2 separate regions of the Hordeum vulgare genome follow, and region 1 is linked to region 2. A link is a contact called in public Hi-C data. All regions are on one chromosome and are shown on one strand. The core of a region is the stretch at or near the end of the contact, and the rest is flanking DNA. Distances in the headings are between cores, read along the strand shown.

Region 1 (2,700 bases), core at 53-2,552, 150 kb after region 2:
TGCGCTGGCACATCAGGTGTCGGTGGTGTTCTTGCCGGGGGAGGTGCTTGCCGGGCGAAGGGTCATGCCGGGCCTGCACCTCGTCGGGGCCTCGTCTGTTCTTCCCGGCAAGGAATGCTTGCCGGGACCTTGTCTTCCTTCCTGACAAGGGGGTGCCTGCGTGGGCCTTGTCTATCTTCCCGGCAGGGGCTTCATGTCGGGGCCGTGTCTTCCTTCCCGGCAAGGGGGTGCTTGCCGGGGTCTCGTGGTTTGTTCTTGGTGTGACTTGGACTTGTCTCCCTCTGAGTCCCACATCGTGCCTTGCCGCTGTGAGGGCTGCCGGTGTCCGCGCACGAGTCTGGGGTACTCGAGACCCTAGTCTTCAGTGCACCGACAGAGGGATTCACCCAATCCTGTGAAATCCACATCCCCTTTGGGGCTGGAAATCCATCTACACCAAACAAGGCCTTAGGAATTTTTATATATGATCTGAAAATTTCCATCCACTCAAACCTTTTCTAGAATTCCTTTGTTTTTTCTGGGCTATCAAACATCCTTTCAAACCTTGAAAGGTACTATAGGACATGTCATCCTATTCTAATATTTTTTATTCCTGCGAATCAAAGAGGCCCTAGGTGTAGTACTACTTTAGTGTGATGTACTTCGTACGACTCAAAGAGGCCCTAGGTACTGAAATTAGTAATACTTTTTTTGATTTTAGTGTGATGTACTCCCCCCGTTTCTAAATATAAGTTTTTTAAGATATTTCACTAAGTGAGTACATACGGAGCAAAATGAGTTAATCTATACTTTAAAAGATGTCTATATATATTCGTATGTAGTTTCGTAGTGGATTTTTTTTTAAACTTATATTTAAAAACGAAGGGAGTAATTGTATGTAAGAAAATATTTTAATCGTTCAATACTAGTACTAGCAGTCATAGCTGGGCTAAGCTATGACTGCAGGCAGGCTGGCACATTTGACCGTCCCGTCGGCTAGCTAGCAGCAGCTTTGTGGTGACGTAGGCCACCATGTGCGTCTGTGTGTGTATGGTTGTCGTCCCCTGGTTGATCATCAAGCTGGCGGTCGACGACGAGATCTTACCGCCGGCGCCTGAGGACCAAAATTGTAACTATATACGTACAGCACAAATATTTTTACAAAGCGCTGTTGTGCCCGTGGCAATTGCTGACCACCGGTGTCCATCCTCTGGCTTGGCGATAGCGAGATGCGTGGACCAATCACCGGCCCCGATGGCGATACCCATCGGCTATGCCAGCCAGCCAGCACGCGGCATGCATGCGTGGTCAGGTCAGATCAGGTTAATTTTGCGACTAGTATTCGGGCATCATTAACGTTGGGATAGAGAGGTCGGACCGATCGGGACTCCTCCCGCGGATCCACGCCGGAAACGGCCGACAGCGACGGCCGATCGGCCGCTGCAAGATTATTTATACGGGAAGGGAAGGGAGTGCGGTTCAATTCATCACGGGCAAACATCATTTGATTTTTTATAAATACTAGCAAAACCGTCCACGCGTTATATTAAAAGAAAATATATATTTATACTTTTCATTGACCAAGACCATATTTTACTGCATCATCGAGATACAATATCACTTTTATTTTTATAAAATCATGAACAATTTTTAGAATCATGAAAAAAATAACTCATTAACATATTTGAAATCATGATTTTTTTTTCAAATTGGTTAACATTTTTACAGATTTTCGAATTTTTTTTGGAATGGTGAACATTTTATACTATTTGCAAACATTTTTTTAGTTGTGAACATTTCTTAAACCATTTTTTGTTGAATCGGCGAACATTTCTATAACCGGCAGACAATTTTTAAAATTCTCGATTTTGTTTGAAATGCATGATCATTTTTTGACTCAGTAAAGATTTTATGAATGAACAACTTATTTTATAAGTCACAAATGATTTTTTTTATTTTTAGAAAAAATTAAATTCATGAACATTTTTTGAATTGGCAAAATTTTGTTCAATTTCATTAATATTTTTTAATACCCGAACTTTACAAAAATCATAAAACATTTTAAATATTTATTTCTTAAAATTTGGAAGTTTTTCTAAACATGCAAGTATTTTTTTTTAAATAGAGAACATTTTCTGTACCCACAAGCATTTATGAGTTGTTGAATATTTTATTTCGAAATTCTCTTTCTTCAGAACTTAGTTGAATTATCAAATTATTTACAGTAGTAAAAAACGAAACTAAAAAGTAGTAAAAATAGAAAACGAAAATACCTGAACTTTTTTCCAAAAATAAAAAGGCCGCCCGGAATTGACATTTTTAATACCTAAACTTTTATAAAAATCATAAACCTTTTTTGACTTCTTAAATATTTGTTTTCAAAATTGTGAACTTTTTCTTGAATATGCGAACATTTTCGAAAAATAGCAAACATTTTCTGAACCCACAAACATTTATGCATTGTTGAACAGTTTATTTCAAAATTTTCATTTTCTTTATTTTCTTGAACTTTTTGGAATTATCAATTATTTAAAGTCAAAAAATAAAGATGGTACAGGAAAACGAAAAATAAAGACTGCACGAACATGGTTGGGCCAAACAGGAGCGTTGTGTCTTCTCCAAGCGTGCAGGATGCAGTATAGGACACCTACTGCATGGGTTGGGCTAGGCACGGATTTTTTGGTGTGAATCATTTCTTTTCACTTACCGGTGACATGGTGG
Region 2 (2,700 bases), core at 81-2,580:
ACCAATTAATCATTGTATCAAACCCATATTTATCAAATTACCTTATTTATCAAACCATATTACCTGAACGCCGAGGGCTAGTTGTGTGAGTTTGTATGAATTTATGATGTCATATTTAAAATGTTTGGTTGTGAGCAGATAAATTTACAATTCGACTGGTCAATGTTCACGGACACGTCACATTTGAAGGCTCGATTTGGAAGTTCGGACTGGACCCAGCTTATCAAGTCCGAGGTCGAATAAAGATTCTTGGATTGATTAACGCGAACAAACACATACGAAGGGAAGCAAGCCCTTTTTCTGGCCGCGGCGGTGCAACCGAAGGCGCCGCTCGGTCATCCTCCCCGTGTGCCGCGGGTGGGCAAGAGCCAGACGCGAGCATGTGGAAGAAAAGTCACGAGCCGGAAAAGAACCAAAGCGGCGAGCACACTAGCCGACACGCAGAGCGCGTCGTGGACAAGGACGCGGCCCTCCCATGCCCGAGACCGCACAAGGAAGAAAGAAAGGATGCCCCCTCCACCTCCACCTCCTCACCCACCCACCCACCACTCTCTCGCGCGCCTTCTCGCGGCCGTGCGCGCGCGCGAGAATATCGCGCCCCGAACGTACCCCCACCCGAGCCGAACGTGTGACCAGTGCTAGTCCGCTCGTTACGCGGCGAGAGAAAGCGACGGGTCTCGTCGTCTCGCCCCGCGCCTCGCTTCTTTTTCTCTTCTCCAGGGGAGGGAGCGTCGGGGTGGGCCCAGGTGCCCGCGGCACGGGTGGTTGGGTCTAGATCTCTCCAGAAAGCGGAGAAAAAAAACTCACGGTCGAGGGGACACGCACGGGCAGGCGAGATGGCGAGAAGCTTTCCTCTTCTCTTCCAAACAGACCGCGAGAAGTCGGGGGATAAATCGCCCGGTTGGTGTAAGCCGGTTCGTGGTTAGGAAGAGAGAGAGAGGGAGAGAGAGAAAACAAATGGCTTTATTCATTATTGTTTTGATTTGCTTGGGGGGGTTGCCGGGACGTGGACGGGAGATGGAGCGATCGACACGACACGACCGGAGTACTACTACTAGTAGTGGTGGTGATGGTGGCGCTCGTGGGAGCTAGCCGATGCTTGCTGGGGTTGCGTTTGAACGGAGCACGCCAGGTCGCCGCCGGCCACCATTTTCTTTTTCTTTTTCGCGGCGAGGAAAAACTTTAATCTTTGTGTGTGTGAGAGAAAAAGAGATATTCTTTTTAGACGTCCGACAATCGCTGCGGCAGTAGCAAGGTACAGTCACCTGCGGTGAGCCTGAGCGAGACAACACCTCATCAAGCGCAGCACGGCAGGGGTACTCTCTTCTGGAATTAATGGCTCCACCTGTGATGCGTGTCATCATTTTCTTATCCTTGTGGAATGGGCAACCGGGCCAGGGCCACCGGATTAATGGCCAGTTCATGTCGCTTGCAAGTGGCCGCCTCACAGGAATCACCTAATTACTCCATCTATCTCTTCATTTCTTCTTTTTCCTTTGTTATTAATCGGCAAAACAAAAGCCACCTATGCTCCAACCGAATCGTCCATAAGGATGTTGTTGAAAAAAAACTAGTAGTAGTATAGCAACATTTTCGTACAATGTGCTTAGAGCATCTTCGGTCGGGCCGGTTAATTTGGGCCACACGACGGTTGAGACTCTTCGTTTGTCTACGCAACGAGTAACCCCTATTTGTTCGTCTCCAAATGCATATGCATGCATATTCACGCAACAACGTTCCGTTCTTAAATATAATTCTTTAAAAAGGTTTCACTAGTGGACTACATACAGATGTATATAAACATACTTTAAAGTGTATATTCATTTATTTTGCTTCGTATGTAGACTCTTAGTGAAATATCTTAAGGGTGTGTTTGGTTGGAGGGATAGTTTAGGATGGTTGTGGGTATCCCCAACCAGGTGGCTGGGGATAGCCTTTTTTTTGTTTGGTTGGGAGCGTGGGGTTACCCCATTTTTTGTTTGGTTGGGAGGGTGGAATCCAGCCGCGCCGGCCTCCTGCCGCCGTGCCGCCCTCCTGCTGCGCCGGTCGCCCCAGCCGCGCCGCCCTCCTGCTGCGCCGGCCGCCCCAGCCGCGCCGCCCTCCTGCTGCGCCTGCTACGCCGGCCGCCCCAGCCGCCCCGCCCTCCTGCTGCGCCTGCCGCCCCGGCCGCCTCGCCCTCCTGCTGCGCCTGCTGCGCCGATCGCCCCGGCCGCGCCGCCCTCCTGCCGCCGCATCCTCGCTCGAGCTCGGGATCCAGAGGAGAGAAACAAAGTGTGCGGGGTGGTTGCCACCACCCGCTCGTTTTTCGCGGGTCTCCCCATCCTTGTTTTTGAGGAATATTCGGGGTATCTGGTTGCCTCTATCCTCCTTTGCCCCAGAACCAAACGGGTGGCAGCCACCGAAAAAAAGGCTATCCCTGTCCCTAAGAGGATATCCCTCCAACCAAACACACCCTAAAAGACTTATATTTAGGAACGGAGGGAGTAGATCATACTCCCTCTGTTTCTATAAATATAAAAGCATCTAATATAGAAGCATCTACCAGCCCTCGTATCCGTCTTAGAGGGTGTTTGGTTGGGCTTCGAGCCAGCTTCCGGCTTCGAAGCCAAAAGCTCCAATTTAGGGGCTTCCGGCTGTAGTTGTGGCTTTAGGCTGCGGCTGTGACAAGGCCGGAAGCTACAACTGCATCTGGAAGCCCCT

What was found. Hi-C and Micro-C count contacts between places; a contact is called where the count stands out from the background.
Region 1: a contact with region 2 is called in a Hi-C map of seedling, with 4 times the contacts expected there. The contact joins two enhancer-like sites. A contact is called at or near these places in 2 of 6 Hi-C or Micro-C datasets (leaf and seedling) and 1 of 1 datasets of contacts at active chromatin or transcription factors (embryo).

The regions. Positions count from the first base shown.
Region 1 is chr3H:173,369,164-173,371,863 of MorexV3_pseudomolecules_assembly, forward strand. No RefSeq gene overlaps it. Among protein-coding and RNA genes, the nearest start is that of LOC123439756, 6.1 kb to the right of the region's middle. Within about 2 kb of position 1,303, at least 3 of the 3 cell types and tissues checked have open chromatin away from gene starts, as enhancers often do. A contact at or near this core is called in leaf and seedling, where this site is marked.
Region 2 is chr3H:173,220,556-173,223,255 of MorexV3_pseudomolecules_assembly, forward strand. No RefSeq gene overlaps it. Among protein-coding and RNA genes, the nearest start is that of LOC123439756, 150 kb to the right of the region's middle. Within about 2 kb of position 1,331, at least 3 of the 3 cell types and tissues checked have open chromatin away from gene starts, as enhancers often do. A contact at or near this core is called in leaf and seedling, where this site is marked.